Regions from separate parts of the Sus scrofa genome. Here region 1 is linked to region 2. The links are chromatin contacts, called in public promoter capture Hi-C maps. All regions are on one chromosome and are shown on one strand. The core of a region is the stretch at or near the end of the contact, and the rest is flanking DNA. Distances in the headings are between cores, read along the strand shown.

Region 1 (5,032 bases), core at 15-2,514, 890 kb after region 2:
TTCAATTTGCTTAGTGCATACTGGTTCCTTTATTCTTATTTTAATTCTCCTCCAGCAGCCTCTGCTTTCTACCTTTTTTTCTTTTTCCTCTAATTTTTCGTTGCTGTTGTTTTGACACCAGTTCTAAACTGCTGTTTTTCTTCTGTTTTCTCTTTCTTCATCCATATTTCAAATATGAATTTCAAGGATTTTATCAAGGTGAATTATTCAGGATGAAGAAAGTGAATATGCGGGCTTTAAGGAACTAGGAAGAGGAGAACTGCCAAGACTTTCTTCATGTTGGAACCTGGGGTGTGAGAAGCAAGAAGCAGAGAGCCCTGCTAAGGCATGACCAAATGGGAAGCTTATTAAAATAATGATCTTGAGTAGGGTGCACCGAAAGAAAAAACATAGATCCAGCTTGCCAGGTCAGTAGCTAATAACCCATGGATTTGCTACTAAGAAAATTAAACCTTTAACTAATGAGAATCGTAGCCACCTATTGAGAATTAAACCACGGAAAGCTTCCTATTAACTTCCCTCCCTTGGTCATTTTGACAGAAAGGTCAGAAAGTTTTTTCCTGTTTAGCAGCAAAAGACTTGAAATGGATGCAAAAAAAAAAAAAAACGTTGGAAACAAACTCTTTTTACTCAGCTCTCACAGGAGGAGATCCAATGTATCTCCCCCAGTACCCAAAACAGACATCAGCATAGGTCATGAAAAGAGGAAGGACAGCTAGGAAAAAAAAAAAAAAAAAAAAAAAAAGCTGTCCCAGTTAAGTGCAGCCAAGATGACTCAGACAGCCTCCCAGGGGATTTTTGGTGTGAGGACTTCCAATTAATAAATCCGGTATTAGCTTTGTGGAATCAGCAGGATTGCTTAAGATACCTCTTTCAAGAACATTGGTTAGATATGACTCCAGGGGGTGAGGGGTCGCTTTTAATCCACTTTTTTTTTTTTTCTTTTTTTCCTGCACAAGTTAAGAACACCTGCGTTTAACTCCTAGGTGAGTAGGAGAACACCTGGAGGCCTTCACGACATACTTTGGTCCTGGATAAAAATTTAGGGTCGCTTTAACAACCCTAATCTGATCCTACTGCTTATGATTAGGAAGCTGGTGGGGATCCAGGTCTCTGCTGGGAGGGGGAAGCGGAAGGAATCCAAGCTAGATGTGAGAAGACCTCCAGCAGGTTGCAATGAGGGCATTTCAGGATCTAGACGAGGGGGTGGGCAGGACACGAATTTGTCTCCCAGCTCCTTGATGCCCAGGTGTTCTGGGAGAGATTCCGGAGGCACATGCCGCCGAGACTGCTGCTGACAGCCCTGGTAAAGGCGGTCCCGCGCCCCTCTCCGCGGGCGGGGAGCGAGTGCGTGTGTGCGCGCGAGAGCGGCGGGAGGAGGCGCAGGCGCGCTGTTCGCCCGTCTGCAGCCCCGCGCCGAACGCCGCGTCTTGGGGAGTTGATGGCAGCACCACAGTGCGGCCGCCCGGCCCAGCGCCGAGCGCAGCCACCCTCCGCTGCCCGAAGAGCGTCCAAGATGTGGGGGGATTGGGGCGGCAGCGGCCGCAGCGGCGCCAGGGACCGGGGCGCGCAGCAGCCTCCGCTCGCCCGCCTGTGCTGACCTGCCTCGCTTGCCCCCAAAGAATGTCAGCCAAGTCCAAAGGGACCCCCGCCTCGTCCTCTCCAGCCGAGGGACCGCCGGCAGCCTCCAAGACCAAGGTGAAGGAACAAATCAAGATCATCGTGGAGGATCTGGAATTAGTCCTGGGCGACCTGAAGGACGTGGCCAAGGAACTTAAGGAGGTGAGAGTCTCAGGGGTGGGGAAGGAGTTCGTCGCCTCTCACCTCCCTCCACCCCCACCCCTCGGCGTTCCCGGTCCCGTTTTCACTGGCAACAGCCAGATTTCCTAACTCCTAGGAAACTATAGAAGGATCCCTGCAGACGGACTTTTCTTTGCTTGGGCGACTCTGAAGAGTTGTTGCACTTTTTTTTTTTTTTTTTTTTTTTTTAAATCAGGAAGAAATCAACTAGTGTTTTAATCGATAGACTTGAGGTGGTGGGAGGGGTGAACCCGCCTGTCTCTTTAGCTGCGTGTGTGTGTGTGTGTGTGTGTGTGTGCCTGGGGAAAGGGCTTAACCGGGGGTGTGTCGACAGAGAAAGAAAGCAGCAGCCGGACAGAGAGTGTGCAAGATGCGCCTCTCTTGCCCTCCTGCTCCCCTGGAGTCCTTTGGCAAGTCGCTCCTTGCCTGGCAGCCTCCCCAAGCCGGGGCTGAAGTGGGGCAGGGTTCCGGGCCCCGGGCCAGGCCCGGGAGGACGGCCTGGGAGAAGCTCGGCTCCAGCTCCTCTCTCTCTCGGCTTCCCGAGCCCTGCTGGAGAAAAGGCGACTCGGGGCTGCTGGCAGGAGAGCCCAGACTTGGGGCTGTGGAAGGGGTCTGGGACTTTCTCACTTTTGCAGTTCCTCAGACGTCCCTTGCTCTCCTCGGATTGTCGCTCTCTGTAACGGGCCTTCCCGCCACCTCACCTCCTTCCATCCTCCTGTCTTGTTGCCAGTTGGCATGGAACCTGGGGCGCAGGGCGCTTTGGTGAGTGCGTGTGTGTGTGTGTGTGTGTGTGTGTGTAGTGTGCCTGCATCGGTGTCTTGCCACTTACGTCCTGGCTTTTGGGAACCAGGACTGTTTTGCTTCTTTTCCGCTCCCCCCTCGCCATCCTCAGTCCACTCTGCCCCCCTGCCCTCACCAGCCTTGATCCGTATAGAAAGAAGCAGAGCCAATGTCGAGGCTGAGGATGCATAACTCAGGCTGCAGCTCCAGGCGGAGGCAAGGGCAGAGTTGGGAGGGGTGGGGTCTTCCGCGAACCTGCCGGTGGTGTCTCAGAGCTGGTGGTAGAGTCCCAGCTCAGTGTTCCACTACTGAATGAGTGCCCGGTGTGGTTCCTGGTTCTCGGTCAGCTCAGCGAGTCCGCGCCCCAGTTGTCTGAGAGCTAACAGTGTAACTTCGAAGGTGGTGGCTGCTATGGGAAGGGAAGAGGTGGGGCGTATCGAGGTCCAAAATTGTAATCCTGTTTCGGAGGCCAAGTGGGAGAGGATTGAGGGTGGTTTGATTGTCTGGAGATTAAGCTCCTCTATCCAGTTTCCAATCCCGATGTGAGAAAAGAAGCTCCCTCTTTCTCGCCTTCTCCCCAATACCTCTGTGAACTCAACTCCGCGTTTGTTACCAAATGCAAGTCTGTTAAAATGGACCATTCATCGGCAAGGTTCAGTTTGCCAGTGGCAAATGCTATTCTTGTAGGTTGTTCCACAGACAGAACATAATTACTACGGAGGTCCTGAGAGCAGAGATCCATGCAGATGTTAGATGTGAGGAGGAAACTTATTCGTGTTTCGGAGTTTATTTAGGATCATTGCTTTACAACTGGTTGACAGATGGCGAGGTTATGCATTGAAAATCAAGTCTAAAGATGCTGTTTGTTTCTTTGTTATCCTTTTATTTTACGTCTTTGGTAGGCTGTATTTTCATCTGAAACATAATGGCGTTAAAAAAAAAAAAGCGAACAAATTTGGGCAAGTTCCTTTTGGCAGAATTGTGCTTAACAGTTGTTGAGGTTTTTAAGATGGGGGATGTGGGAAACCTGTCTCAGCCCAGAAACATATTTACTGTTTTAGCAAGGAAGCTGAGATTACAGAAGAAAGGTACTCAGTCAAAATTCTGTGTCTTTGGGCACATACCACTTATGTTATGATGTGTCACTCCACTCCCTGTTTTAGACAGAATAAATGATAAGAAACTGCACAGCTCCGCTTTGCATCATTTTTCTGTTGATGTTTGGAGACCAGGTAGATCTATAGTGAAACATTTAACCTCACTCTAGCTTGTGGTTAGAATCACAAAGAAGTAAATCGGAGAGTCTGTGGATCTCTCTCCTTTTCACTCTTTCACTTACTTGAGGATTTTTTTGGGGGGTGTGGGGGAACTCAGGTAGTTTACAAAAGGAAAAAAAAAAGCATAGATAATATACAACCAAGTAAATGAAAGAGTCTGTCTTCTAGACAAAGCTAAGATAAAATTTTAATTTGATGCTTTGGAAGCTTTGATAGGGTGCCAGGGCCTGTTTGGCTAACAGTTTAACCCCTGAGAGTGAAATTTATGAATGGTAAATGATGTGATGTGATAGTTAATTACTTTCGTGAGAAGGATATCATGATACTAGGTTTGCACATGGAGTTATATATACTATGCCTGAATTTATATGATAGGAAAGATAGTTATTTTGAGAACAAAGTATTTATAGGGCATATTTAACCTATGACATTTTGCAGTTGTCTAGCATTTATCTTTTTAAGATAATACTGCACGTGTGACTGGACATGTCTTTGACGTAGTTTTGAATGGAGGAGTAACTGAAAAGTTTGTAAACTGCAAACCTGTTTGTCTCTATACCTATGACTTGTAAATAGAAATGTCACTATTCATCAATTGTTACATTTATTATGCTGGCATCGTATCATTGGTATATATTAAATATAAGGTATTATATTGTATTAGATTTAGAATTCTAATTCCTTTATGGGCAGCACAGTGCTTTTAGGCCATAGTATATTTTGATATGAAATAGTGGATAGCTCTTATTAAACTTGGAACGGAAATTAGAAATAAGGTGATTATGACTGGATCACTGTATCATTCACCATGTAGTATTTGTTTTTTCCTGCATTTTTCATTCTAACTAAAAGGCAGTATTCTTTTTTTTTTGAATATTTTGTCCTTTATTTTTTCAAAATCTCCGTACCAATAATACTGGACTTTTGTTTGAGGTTATTTTGAAATTGATTTTCTTTTTAGAAATTTTCTAGGCTTTAGTCATCTGAAAATGTAAGTAGTGGCATAGATTTGAAAATAGTAGTTGCTTGGAACACTTTAACAATTAGTAACAAAACCCCATTATTATTGTTTGTATTTTTAATGATTACCTTATTATAGCTTAATCATTTAAGTTAGATTGTATATTGGAAGAAAAGGAATGGGACTTCTAGAAAGTCTTATTCTGCCCTGAGAA
Region 2 (5,106 bases), core at 854-3,353:
AAGCTGATCGTCTACCACTATTCCTTATTTTGATGAATGGCCCACCCTACCCTAGATACTCAAGCTGGAAGTATGGAGGTTATTCCAGTCGTTCTTGTCTCACATCCATGTCCAATTAATCAAAAAGACCTATTAGGAGTTCCCTTCGTGGCGCAGTGATTGACGAATCCGACTAGTAACCATGGGGTTGCGGGTTCGGTCCCTGCCCTTGCTCAGTGGGTTGACGATCCGGCGTTGCCGTGAGCTGTGGTGTAGGTTGCAAACTCGGCTCGGATCCCGCGTTGCTGTGGCTCTGGCGTAGGCCGGTGGCTCCAGCTCCGATTCAACCCCTAGCCTGGGAACCTCCATACGCCGCGGGAGCGGCCCAAGAAATAGCAACAACAACAACAACAAAAAAAGACAAAAAGCCAAAAAAAAAAAAAAAAAAAAAGACCTATTAACTCCATTTCCAAATATACCTCTGTATTACTGCCCCCTCCTTCCATATTTCCTCTGCATTACTTTTGGTCTCTACAGTTTTCTCCAATAGGTGTCTATCTGTTCTCTCTGTTCACCTCCAGTCAATTCTCAGTAGTGGGGCAAAATGACCTTTTCATGATGTAAACATTTCTCTGGAGTAATCTTGCTTAACATGTTTTAAGCTCAAAATTTAAACACCTAAATGTGATCTGACTGATTCTGCTTACTTTCGTGAACTTACCTCCACCTCTGTCAAGCTAGTACTTCTACTTCTATTACCTATAATATCCTCTATTTGCAAAGCACACTTCTTAAGTCTGTCATCTCCTTTGGAAAGTTTTCCCCTTTTCTCACCGGAAGGGAAAGGGTTTGTTTATTTCGGCACAAGTCTTAGCATGCTGTACTGTAGGTAAAGTTATACCACCTAATTTTGAATAGCTCAGGGACACCTTATTTTTCATCTGTAAACTTGTGCTTACTACCCCTAGGTGCTTAATAATATGACTATATTCAACCCCCAAAAGCAAAAGTTATTTAGAATCACCCCTGGACATTTTTTTTTTTTTTTTTTGTCCCTTGATATTTTGTGGCCAAGACTATTGCCCCAGAATCATACCCCTTCCCCTTCCTTGAATGGAAACCAGTTGCTCTAGTCTAAGTTTCAGGAGGAAGCTGCAAAGAGAAAAACAAGTACAGGTTAGAACAAACCAGGTGCCAGAGAACATTTGACTTCCAGTAGACTTTTAGCCTCATTATACATTCATTGCAATAGATTAGCACACTAAATGACACCTACCAGTGCTTTGTCCCTTGACAATTACCACAGCAACAATGGGAAAGGCCCATACGAAGACTACGAAGACTACGGAGGAGTGTTCTTTCAGTTCTGGATCCGAAGTACATCGATGTTCTTGGTTAAGTCATGACTGAGTATTCCTCCCACTTTTCCTAATTACCTCCCTTTTATCTCCATCGTCCTACATGTGTGGTGTCTCCATCTGAATTGGGTTTAGAAATTGATTTGTGACCTAAGTTTCCGCTTCTCCATTCTTTGGTGATTAAATAAAGCTCGTGCTGTTCCAGTTTCAACATCGATTTCATTATTGGCTGTGTGAAGCCAAGTGGAAAAAGAAAACCTTCCTGGCAGAAACAAGCGGTCTTGGCCAGTCTCAGACTCCAGGACCGGTAGAGTCAATCAATTCCATTTGGGATGTCAGCGTGGGGGCTCAGTACTTTGCATTTTTGACAGTTCCCAGAGGTCCATTCTGAGAAATCTTTTACCCATTGGTCAGAGTACCTCTACTTCTCAGGAGCTATTTTTGAAAGCTACTTAAGGATAGGGGCTGCATCCTCGCCAAGATCCAGAAAACGCTTGTTGAGTGAATGACAAAGGGACGGGTGAATGGATAAATACAAGGTCGGCCCAGTCAGCCATTTTACCACAAAGGTCCCATCAGCTCCCTTTACTTCCGCAGCAGAACTAGCCCTTTCAACCCAAGCCTCCTGGGCAGGGTCCAGCAGCGCCTGGAGGCACGGTGGACTACATTTCCCAGAGTTCCAAGGGATTGGCCGCGCAGGCGCACTTGGAAAAATACTACGTCACTCTCTTACCCAGAAACTGGCCGGTTAATGCCTTCGGCGCCGCTCCTCCTCGCCTCAGGTTTTCCCTGTCCGGCAGTGTGAGCTGTGCTGGTTCTTCTGCAGGCCGGACTTATGGCCTCGATGTTGAACTTCTACGGGCGTGTGGTGCTGGTCACCGGTGCCGGGGGAGGTAGGCATGCAAAGGTTGGAAGGCTGACGTCCGGGTCGCTCCTATCCCGGAGCACTCCTTTTCGGTCCCGCTGCTCTCGCAGCGGTGGCTGCGGTCTCAGCGTCGGGACTGCGGACAGCGGTGGCGGGGCAGCTAGCGGAGTGAGCGGCTGGATCCCCTGGGGGTGGTGGGAGGACGGACAACGACTGTCCTCCCGACGCCGAATCTGCTGAGGCGGGGGAGGTGGGGCTGGCCAGTCTTGAGTGGAGAGCCAGAAACTCCTGGTGCAGCCCCCACCCGTGTGGACTTCTCAGGGTTTAGGATCTTGCCTGAGGAGAGAGGCTTCGTTGGGCTGCGGGTTGCAGAACTAGGTGAAAGGTCTTTCAGGAGCTCATCCGTGAGTATCCATTGGGACTCTTCCTGCCAGTAGACTATCTAGGCCGCTTTAAGTCTTTTAAATGTGGTGGAAAAGCCGTCTGGGAGCTGCAGTCACCCCCGGTGTAGCAGATATGTCAGTCCCTTGCTTTTAAAAAGTCACTCATCCTTCCCTTTGTTGGATGATTTTAAGTTCTTTAGAGGGCCTTCCTTAAAAAGAAAAAAAAAAAAATCTGATTGGATTCCTCCTGGTTGGACTTTGTATGTATATCAAGCCAAGCACCATATTGACTAGTCCACTGGAGTCTTGGCGTGGGTTGTGAACTCAGTGCCTGATAAAGGACGTAATTGAGAGTGTCATGGGGACAGCAGGAGCTGAGGAGCAGAGGCCTTTTTGACATGGGCCAGATCTTCCTGTACTTCCGAAGCAAAATGGTGATTTGTTATGAGAAATAACCCTATTTTTAAAGGACAGAATTAAAACAAACCAGTCATACCCACGCGAATGCTTTGCGTTGAGGTTTTCTATTTTTACCACCAATACACGACCTCTCCGACCTCCAAGTGCAGGGATCTTGGTCTTAATTGATCCCCCACTGGTAGTGCCTTATGGATTTAATGAAGAATTAATTTGAATTGTATGTTAAAAATCACAAACAATGGAATTCTGTCAGTTAATTCATTTGTACCTTCACATCTCCATTAATAAAGTAAATTCTTATGCTTCTGTTCAGAAAAATGTCTTTAGTATTAGTTGGTAGCCAAGTATTTTGTACCTGTAGCTAAATACTTCATTCTAAAATGATCATTCATTCTAAAATGATCCGTTTTGGAAAAACATTTTGTTTACACTTTGACGGAATGGAAATAAGGAATGTGTCTCCTGTTTTAAATCTCTTTTGACAGTGAGTGATCCACACTATGAAATACATTTTACACCAAGACCTGGTGTGTGTGTGCACACCCCGCCATCTATATTTGAAAGAAATTCATGACGTGGTGCATAGTAAATGCAGTGCACTTTGAACTTTTCTGCTTCTTTCATTGAGAAATACAGATTGCAGTCCACTAAATTGATTTTGTGAAGTATTAATGAGTTGTGGCTTGACAGTTATGAATTTAGCATCTCCTGTTCATAAACAGATTTGTATTTTAAAGAGCCTGGATTATGGTACAATTACTGGCCATTAGACTTGAATACTATCTGAGGGTGGAATATAATTTTGTGGTAAATTTGAGACTGTTGTAAGGTCCACACTAGGCCATCATTTATGAGAGATTGAGATCTAATTCCAATCTAATTCAGGACAAAGGCTGTTGTCCTTGAGGTCTTACAGTTGTGATTTGAGAATACCTACCTAGAACTGAGGCATTGCTGAACATCCCAGGAGAATGTCCATGAGAGCCTCCCTGCCTGCTTGTCCTGGGTCTGAGTCTGGGAAGTAGTCCACCTCCAAACCACTCTTATTTTAGAGATGAACAGAAATATCTTTGCAGTATTCAGGTGCTGTTGTTTAGCTTGTAATTTTGAATAGTTTAATGGAAGACCCATAAGGAGTTAAGAATGGTCTAGGCTTCACGAAAACAATTTTGCCCTAATTGGTGGTATATTGGGAATTTGATTTGTTAGCTGACTGTAGCGTTGCTGGGGAAGTAACTGGGTGAGAGTGGTGGAGTTGGGCAATGGAAGAAGGAAGTCTGGCCATTATGAATTGGAGATGGTTATAAAATAGCAGCTTGTAGGTCTGGAGATTTTGAGAAGTGTGTGAGTAGTTGCAGATTCTAAAGTCGGGAGAGGCTTTGAGGTCCTTTGACTTCTGGTAAAGCTAGAAAATGAAGTAGTCCAGGGAGCTAGTCTCTGAGGCTCTGTTAAGTTGAAGGAGAGAGAAGTCCACTGCGAGAGCACTGAACAAACAGCTTGAGAAAAGAATCAGCTGAGATTTGACAGTGCTAAAAGGCCAAAAGGGAAATTGGAGAGAGAGGATGATTGACAATGAATTTGGATGTGAGAGGAAGTTAAGATAGGACCTAAAAGAGGATTAAGATAAAATAGAGGCTCTTGGATTTAACTTTTTGTTCATTTTGGCTGTAAAACTGTACTGGGCATTGTGGGAAATGCAAAAGAATGACATAACCTTAACTTTTAAGGACCTTCTAGTTTAGTTAGGGAGACAGACTGACACATAAAGTATTTAAATAATGTTTATGTAAATACAAATATAAAAACATGGGAGGATGCTTAGGTATCTGTTAATGGGCTAGTAGTATTAGAAAGAAACAGGGAAGAGAATGTCACTTTTAATTTTGTATACAGATTTCTGTACAGTTTGCATGGGCCTTTATGATAAAAGTGGATTACTTACATATCTTTTGAGAAAATTGTATAGCTTGGTTTTGTGGTAATTCTCTGATTAACCTAGATCAATCTTTACTAGAAACCTACCCTGCGTCTTTCATCTGATAAGTTTTACTTTGTTACTATAATTTTGTGTGTGTGTTCTGATCATGAGTACTTGATTTCT

The links. Promoter capture Hi-C pulls out the DNA fragments that hold promoters and counts their contacts.
Region 1: a contact with region 2 is called in a promoter capture Hi-C map of fetal skeletal muscle, with 4 times the contacts expected there. The contact joins the promoter of PRR16 here to the promoter of HSD17B4 in region 2. A contact is called at or near these places in 2 of 5 promoter capture datasets (fetal skeletal muscle and liver) and 7 of 47 Hi-C or Micro-C datasets (embryonic fibroblasts, epiblast stem cells, fetal skeletal muscle and 4 more).

Annotation. Positions count from the first base shown.
Region 1 is chr2:124,198,111-124,203,142 of Sscrofa11.1, forward strand. It overlaps PRR16 (protein Largen), which reads left to right and starts at 1,265. Exons shown (of 3, transcript XM_021084676.1): 1 at 1,265-1,782. The coding sequence starts at 1,624.
Region 2 is chr2:123,311,380-123,316,485 of Sscrofa11.1, forward strand. HSD17B4 (hydroxysteroid 17-beta dehydrogenase 4) reads left to right here and starts at 2,104. Exons shown (of 24, transcript NM_214306.1): 1 at 2,104-2,230. The coding sequence starts at 2,173.